2 separate regions of the Zea mays genome follow, and region 2 is linked to region 1. The links are chromatin contacts, called in public Hi-C maps. All regions are on one chromosome and are shown on one strand. Each heading gives the region's core, a stretch centred on a gene start, on an enhancer-like site or on the middle of the called end of the contact. The rest is flanking DNA. Distances are from core to core; before and after follow the strand shown.

Region 1 (4,477 bases), core at 553-3,052:
AGTTACAAGCATGTGAAATATTACATTTTCATGCATAATATTTTTTGTATGGATCTAACTTGTGAGCCATTTGCAGCTAGCTGGGAATGCTAGCAAGGATTTGAAGGTGAAGCGTATCACCCCTCGCCATTTGCAGCTAGCTATTCGTGGAGACGAGGAGCTGGACACTCACCAAGGGCACCATCGCAGGCGGAGGTGTCATACCGCACATTCACAAGTCCCTGATCAACAAGTCATCCAAGGAGTGAAGACTAGGGGATGGGCATCTTTAGTTTAAACTGGACTTCTGTGTGCTCCTGAGCGAGTCCTTGTTGTACTGTAGGTTTTAGTTGAGCTGTTAGGTTGGAGCTCCTTTGTGTAACGCTTTGTGTAACGCATGCCTGGTACTGCTTTATTAGTTATTTGGTTATTATGTTTGTGTTGAGTTGTTAACTTCAGGGGTGCAAACCTGGATGCTTATTTAGTTATGTGACTACTGCTATTCGGTTTATGTTGTGGTTTGTTTTTATTTTTACATTTTTTGTAGCTACAATTATACTTATAATATGTTGTTGGTAGCCCTGTGGGGTGCTGGGGGCTCAAATTTATCATCTAAAGCAAAGAATTATTGATGTACCTGTAGCTTTTTGGTTCTTATAATTGCTTAGGGTTGTTACCTTTTTTGGTTACATATATACTGCTCTATTTGATTTTTTTTATTGAACTTCAAGAGAGTGCGTTTAGAGTTATTGCGGATAACTATGTCACGGATGATGGTCGGACGAGTGTTGTCCATTGTGCTCCTGCTTTTGGCGAAGACGATCATTGTGTTTGCCTTGCTGTTGGGATATTTGAGGTTGGAATTCTTTTTCTTTAATTCATGTACATCTTCACTAACTGATGTGCGACTAATGCTAAGGTATTAAGAGGTTAAGAGAAATGGGAAGATCAGTAAACCAGTAATCTCCTTTTCATAAACTTGGGGAAATAGCGCTATGTATTTAACTAAAATGACACTATTAAACCATAGGTCATAGGTATAATCCAAGTGTCACTACAGTTTTTATATAAGTTAGTTCACTGGAGAACAGACTTATCCGCCTTCAGTAATGCATTTGTTGTGTTCTTCCCACTACTACTGGTACTGAGCTTTTTGCTCACTAGGCAACGACTGATGAAGGAGTGGGCGTTGGCTGCAGGTGGCAAGCAATCGTTGCCTACATCAACGCCGGATGCTACTACTTCATTGGTATACCCCTCGACATTGCTCTCATAGTACGAGCGACCGTGCTAACTGGTAGATGGGTGATTCAGCCCTAGCCAAATTCTTTTGTGCGTGTATCAGCTGCTGAGGAGAGGTGATTCCAAGAATGAGTGCACTACTGCTATTGGCTTCAAGTGGATGCTTAATCAGGCGATGACTAAAACATGCAGTATAGACAATTTAATTGGATATCATTTTTCTTTTTATGTTCACTCAGTTCCAGTTCATTCACAACTAGGTGCAATGCACGGGCACTGACCTATCTTATATAATACACTACTAGGTGAGTGCCCGTGCATCACAGGCCCGAATTTCTCTTCGATGTCATCCCAGATAGCTCGCGGATGTCATCCTCTATCTCATAACTGCATAACACATATTTGTATATATAAGTTATCGAGATATTATATGTCCCCGTTGTAACGCACGGACCTAGTGTATATATATAAACAAACAAACAAAATAGTGAGTGAATTGGAGCGCGGCCTCACATAGGCCAGCCCGGTCTGCCAAGCCCACGCCCACTAGACGGCAACAGCCGGCCCACAACGAACGACTGCTTTTCTTTCTTTCTTTCTTGATCGAGACGATCGACTGCTTTGTCTCGCCTCCCCAAGCGAGAAGCGACCGACTCCCGCCGCCGTTGCCAGCCATGGACGGCGGTGACGACCTCGCCGCCCTGCACGAGCAGGTCGCCCTCGCATTCTCCGCCGCCATCTCGGCCTCCGACCTCGACCTTGCCTTCCAGCTCCAGGTCGCCGAGGCCATCCAAGCCTCCCTCGGCTTGCCCAATGCCGCCGCCCCGTCATCATCGTCGCAAGCCGCCCCAGAGTCATCCTCCGACGCCACCTACGCCTTCGCCGTCCAGGCCGCCGATCTCGCGCGCGCAGAGGAGGACCGCCGCGACGCCGAGGCCTGCCGAGCCGCCAACGCCCGAGCCGCCGCCAACGCCCGCGTCGTCGCGCACGACGCCCTCTTCGCCCGCGACCTCGCTGCCATCCCCGAGGAACAGTGGGACCACGACGGCGACTACTTCGAGCGCCCCGTCGAGTCCTCGCCCTGCCCGCCGTTCCGCGTCTTCTCCAAGGGCATGGCGAGCAGGGAGGTTGTGGCCCCGCGGGACCGGGACCCCAGCGTCGCCGTGCTCGCCGTCGCTATCTATGGGCCGCAGGGGGAGGAGGTCCTTAGGATACAGAAGCTGGTGGAGCGCTTCGTGGGTGGCCGCATGATGGTGGAGTTGATGGCGCTGATGGAAGGCCTCGACGCAGCTCTGGGGCTGGGCATCCGCAGTGTCACCATGGTTACGGGTTACGGCCCTCTCTACAAGCATGTATGACATGCCAAATGCCAACTCCTGGATAAATCCATGATTAAAAAGAAACTTCAAGATAAATCCTCCATCTATTTTATATTAGTTGATTGACTTCATGACTTGCCTAAGAGATATCGTTAGTAGAGAACGAGTCTAGTTGAATCAATAAAAAAACTATTTTAGTAGATAGATTTGGCGCTGCTGTTTCCATGTGCTTAGGATATTTCCCTGTTTTAGTATTGGTTCAATTCTGAATCTTACTGGGTACTCATCTGAGTGGACAAGCTAGCAGCGCTGTACTGTCTACTGAACAGGATTTGGTAATTTACTTTAGACTATAATTGGACTACTTATCTAAACTTGCGCTGCTTGTCTTGCTTATTACAGCACAGAGGAATAAGGATATAATCTATCCGTCAGACTTTTTCATTGATAGCCAGTTCTCAATGGTTTCTGTTGTTTTGTTGATTCCTTCTTTCATTTACCAGTTCAATTTGAAAACGTTGTACTGCTTTTTCTGCTCTCACTATTCATGAGAAACATATGAAAGTCCTGCTTTGTTAGTTAAAAAAAGCAGAAACCTAAGTGTTAGAATTTGAGATGTTACCACCCTTAACTTTTTTTGTGGTTTCAATGTATTTCTTTACCCATGCCTTGATCAATCATCATGTTTTCAGTCAATGGTTAGTTCACTAAGAAGTCAGTCGTACTCAATACTCACAAACATTTAGTTATATGTATAACACTAAAAATGAAGCATTTGTTGTAACACAACTGAATTGTGTTACATGTTTTAATTCACCTGTTCAGTAAGAATGGTAAACCTAAAGATATGTCTAGTTCAGTGCCAGTTTTTGGTGTTGTGTACATCTTCAGTGTGCTTAGGTCTTAGGCTAGTGCTTCTGTTTCCATGTGCTTAGGATATTTCGTTTGTTTCAATGTCTGTTCAGTTCTGAATCTTTTTTTTTGACTGTCAAGGGCCTGGATTCCATTGCATTAGCCATGGGGACGGCAATTTACATTGGAAGGGTACTACATCTCAAAGCATATAGAAGAAAGATACATGGGGTTAGGGAGAGAGGGGAACATAAGCATATGTTACCGACTTCCCTCTGGTAAGTCCGTAACTTGTGTTTCCTGGTGTCTCTCAAGGGTGAGTGGAGGGGGATGTTGGAATGAAGCAGTGCGTAGGGAAGAGGAGGACGCTGACCGACTAGGTTCCCTGTGCTGGCGTTGTGCCCAGCCAGGATGACCCAAGACGATCCCGCCCTAAGGAGGATCTTTATTTCTTGGATGCCTAATACAAACTACAGCCTGCGCCTTTATAGAGGCAGACGACTTACAACTCAAGAAAACAAGCAGATATTTTAAGGAACTAATCTGCTATTATTTGGCAACCAACTAGCTAAGGAAACTAAGTATCCCTGATTTGTAGCCACAATTGTTACCTGCCCCTTTTCTCCTTATTTGCTGATTGTCTTTCCTTAACTATCCCTGCTGGCATTCGGTTCCTTAGCCGCCCTTCTCCTTGAATACTGGCGCCCCACAGAGGTATCTATAACATTTCCCTCCTCCCCAACAAACAGCTCGTCCGTGAGCTGTATATCTAGATAGCGACGTTTGAACTCATCAAGCTGCTCCCAGGATGCATCAGACGCGGCCTGTCCAACCCACTGTACCAGCAACTCCCACACACCTCTGTTTAAACGTGATTTGACCACCTTGGCTGGAGTAGGAAGTACTTTACCATGTAGAATATCTGGCAAGGGAACCACTTCTGCTGGGGGTGTGCCTTCAAACTTCTTGAGGAGGGCGACATGAAAGACGTCATGGTTCCGGGCCTTGGCCGGAAGCTTCAACCTGTAGGAGACCTCCCCAATGCATTGCTGGATTTGATAAGGACCGTAAAACTTTGGTCCCAG
Region 2 (4,477 bases), core at 856-3,355, 160 kb before region 1:
GCAAAATACGAGACTCCCCAAGCATTTGCTGGGAAACCTTCCAAATCAAGGCGGTAGTTCAATGACCCATCCTGGCCAACTACTGCTGTTTGCATGACCTTTTCAGGTGGTTCTTCGTTGGTACCGACAAATATGGGTTTTGTAGTTGATATTCTTTCAGTCCCTGGAGCAACATCAACAAGGTAATTTGCTCTCCTCACAGAATCAGATTCCCAGATTCTATCAAATGGATCATCAGGATATCTGTGGAACAAGACAAGGAAAACTCTTGTGTTATTTGTTTGCATGAAACAAAATGTAGTTCCTGTTATAACTTAGTAATGACAGTAAAGTGAAGCTTGATCAGAGTTTTGATATGTGGCAGCAGAACAGTGACATGGGACTGTGGATCTTTGAGCTGACGAGGACAGAGAATGTAACAACAATCACCAAATCATGCAGCCATAGTTCTACACACAGGACAGGATACTAAGTTTATATATTTTTTATATGCAATTTTAGTTTATAATTGTGGCCAGATTTGAAGCCTATGTACAATGCAAAAGGCATCAGTACGCATGGTGGTGTGGCAGTATCAGTACCTCACTGAATCATTGCTTCCTGCGCCAAAATTTATCCTCGCAGACAGTCCAAGAAAGAAGCGTGTCTCGTCAGTGGTGTAGTAGAGCGAACCGTTAAACTGTCGAAGCTCCAGAGTAGAGATGAAGGGCTGTCCCGTGCTGGCATTGGAGAGACATACACTGAGCGTGGGAGCAGCAGCCAAGATGATGGCTTCCTCAACGACGGGGGTGGTGGCGTCGTCGACGACGATGGTGGACCAGGGAGACGCTCCGAGGGAGATATCGAACTTCGGGTAGACGTTGCTGTTATCGAAGTTGCCGTAGAGGAAAGTGGCCCTGACAAGGTAGCGCGTCCTGTTCCTGACGTTCATGGTGTAGCAGTGCTTCCTGTTGTCCGCGGGGAAGTAGCGCACGGTGGTCAGCTGCTGCTGGGTCTGCTGCAGGCCATTCTGGACCAGCAGCTGCGCGGCCTGGCCGCCAGAGACGAAGCTGGCATCAGAGGTCCACTGGATCCCAATGGCATCCGTGTGATCACGAGCTCCCCCGCAGTCCAAGCTAATGAAACCTGCAGGAGCAGGATGGGAAGGGGGCAAATTAAAGATGGTGAGGTTTAGATGTAGTACAACACACACATTCCACAAATGGATATAATTAGCTATTTGCCATTGTAATCGTTGACTCCTTGTGGTTATAATTGTGACCGAGGAGTCTGATGGCAATTTTGTGAAACCCATTCTTCGTGATGGGAGATAGCCAATTCAGAGTAGTTGCTTGCTTACTCCGTTAGGTTAGATTTACTAGCACTAACATTTATGGAATGCAAAGGAGCAAAATCAAACAGGGGGTCAGTGTGGATATGCACATTCCTCCTCTTGCAATCTCGCAAATCTGCTGGAGAAGCCGGAACATTCTCCCCATGACACTGACTATATGAGTATGCATGCGTAAACTAGGTAGAGAAAGGGCGGTGCCGCCCTAAACAAAACAACCAGGGGAAATTAAAAAAAACGAATCTTTGGACATGAGAATGGGGATTGGGACTCGGAAGGAGTCAGGAGAGCGACGGCTCACCAGGCTGCGCAGCGGACGGCGAGAAGAGGAGCAGCAGCAGGTGGAAGAGGATAGCGGCGGAGAAGGCGGCAGCCATGGAAGTCGGCTTGCAAGTTCCTCCTCTCTCGCAGCCTCCGCCACCGCAAAGCACAGTGCGCCACTTCTGCTGCTGTTGCTGTTACAAGCAGGCAGGCAGGCAGGATCGATCTAGTACTAGTCCTAGTACTAGATCAGTGTGTTGGTGGACATGGTTGGAGAAAACCTGGAAGCAAGGCGATGGACATCCAGCTTTTTCTACCACTCCGTCTGCACGCGGCGCTCGTCTTTAACTAGTGGTAAAGTGACCTTAATCGATAAAGACGGGCTGACATGGGAGTTTAGAGAGAGAATGTGTGGGAGACAGAGACTGCCAGAAGAGTAGAAAAAGGTTGGCTGGGTGCCTGGGACTCCGTCTCCGTGCGAAATGGAGAGGATCCTCAGCTCATGACGGCCGATGACAACTCATGTCAATTTTCAATATATTTATATTACTTCTCGTCTCATTGTTACCTTTACTAAAGTATCTCGTCTCTCAAAAAATAACATTTCCAAAAATTAAAATACTATATCATTTAATATATTTAATGCAATAAAAACAAATTGAGTTTCAACCTTAAATTATATATTTTAGGAAGTAAATTATATTGTTAGAAAAAATGTTAAGAATGATGTACAAAATAAAGATATGACACTAATATGGGATGTAGTATATTTAGGTCCCTTTATGGTGTGCCCTAAATTTTTTTGATAAAATTTTGTAAAATAGGGCATTGTTATGATTGTTTTTAATGATTAAGTCTATATTTCAAGACGTGGCAGTGATTTATGCCACAGGTAAAGAGCATCTCCAACAATGTGCCACAAAATAGTCCCTCAAAAATTAAAACAATACATAATTTAACATGTTAAGGCATAACAAAACAAATTGTACTTCAACAGTTAGGCCCTAAATCATCCATCTTAGGAAGTAAATTGTATTATTGGGAAATAAAATGTAGAGAATGATGTAGAAAACAAGGATATGACGCTAACCTAGGGTGTAATATATTAGGGTCACTTTATGGTGTGCCCCATATTATTTTTTTATGAAAAATATAAAATAAGACACTATTGAAGCTGTTTTTATGATTTGAGCCCTATATTTTAAACTACGACACTGATTTAAATCACAGTTAGAGATACTCTTATAGTGGAATAGGGACTCACTAGGGACCTCTTTGGAACATAGGGATGATATAGGAATTTCACATGAATTGGTTAAAATATAGAAAAATGTAGGATTCAAAAAATATTCTTTTGTTCTAAAGGGGTTTAGACTAATTAGAGCTTATTTGGCTAGAGCCATATCAGGTAAGCTATTTTTTCAACAATTGCACTTTATCATTGGCATCTTGCTCATCTACACACATTCAGACTCACATCTACCCACATCCAGACTCATCCAGACTGTCGGATAGAAATCCCATCATCGCTGAAATCTATGTCAACGGTTAATTTATAGTGATAGGGTGATCCACCAGTGCTACATGGATAACCCAATAGTGATATAAACACATCATAGTTGGTTCATATCAGAAACTGATAATATTATTTATACATATCATTACCAGATATCATCTTAAACCGTTAGTGGTATCCTGAGTGATACTACCAGTTTAGACAACAACCCAACAATTATACTCATGACACTAGTGCCGGATCACACGATAGTGGATTGTCAATTGTCACTATAGGTCCAATACCACATTGTCATTTCTCACACGCACCAAACATTTTTCACAAGTTACAATACATCGTATATAACTACAAAGGAAAATTTAAGTTAATATCTAGATAGCTATATAATGGAGTCCTTATAAACCAATGTCTCGCCAATTAGCCTCTTATATCACTAGTTTATTAACAAGCCAAAGTATCTGTCGGTGGGAGAAATTCACCGGCCGGGTGACGGAATGCACCCGCCCTAATCCTAAGATGAGGAGGGGGCCTAAGCGTTTTACCTGTTATGTGGATTTGGGATGAACACACGAGGACACGAGGGATTAGAGTGGTTCAGGCCGTCGGAGCGTAATACCCTACCTCCACTGTGTGTATGTAGCATTGAGTATGTGTCAAACCTGTGTCTGTGTGGTTGAGAGCTTGTGTGCGAACTTGAGCGTCCGTGCCTTGTAACGCTGTGTGCCTTCCCTTTTATAGTTTAAGGGAGGCACATACAAGAATGCTGAGCCCCGACATGTGGGCCCAGAAGCATAATAGTAGGAATACATTATGTGAATAGTAAATGCTGACAGTACACAAGGATCCTCCGCCTTAGTAACGTATATGAGCAATCAGCGAGAGTCATGATGACCGCAGTCCATGCATCATTGATAGGCAGTAACCCGCACGAGTAATAGTGAGTGATTGCCCTCGATATAGTAACGTGCGAGTAATTGCGCGGCCCACGTATTGTGGACTGGGCACGCTGCCAGTCAGTGGAATGGACAGGCGCACGTCTTATCCGTAATGAATGCGAAGGCGCGCGTAGCCCAGAGGCGTCATGCCAGGTTCCACCCGTTGGCTAATACCGTGCGTAGTATGCCACGTGGCAGCATCGGGTCTCCGCCTGAGCGGGGAGGAGTGTACGTGATAACCAGATCAGGTCTAGACACATGTTGGCATCGGACCCCCGCTTGGGTCCTGACCAAGGCACGAGTATGTTCTGCCCTGGAACCTTGGGACCCCACTGTGGGCGTCCTAGACCCCATACGGGGGAGGGGGGGGGGTCCAGATCCCATTCTAGGGGTCTGGCTTGCACACGTGGAGGTCCTGGACCAATCTTGGAGGTC

Evidence for each region. Hi-C and Micro-C count contacts between places; a contact is called where the count stands out from the background.
Region 2: a contact with region 1 is called in a Hi-C map of tassel, with 4 times the contacts expected there. The contact joins the promoter of LOC103654267 here to the promoter of LOC100191809 in region 1. A contact is called at or near these places in 7 of 25 Hi-C or Micro-C datasets (ear, leaf, root tip and 2 more) and 1 of 3 datasets of contacts at active chromatin or transcription factors (leaf).

Annotation. Positions count from the first base shown.
Region 1 is chr4:188,400,020-188,404,496 of Zm-B73-REFERENCE-NAM-5.0, reverse strand. It overlaps LOC100191809 (putative RING zinc finger domain superfamily protein), which reads left to right and starts at 1,802. Exons shown (of 3, transcript NM_001137234.1): 1 at 1,802-2,573. The coding sequence starts at 1,896.
Region 2 is chr4:188,558,312-188,562,788 of Zm-B73-REFERENCE-NAM-5.0, reverse strand. It overlaps LOC103654267 (probable LRR receptor-like serine/threonine-protein kinase At1g67720), which reads right to left and starts at 2,105. Exons shown (of 15, transcript XM_008681100.3): 1 at 1,632-2,105; 2 at 582-1,125; 3 at 1-243. The coding sequence starts at 1,707.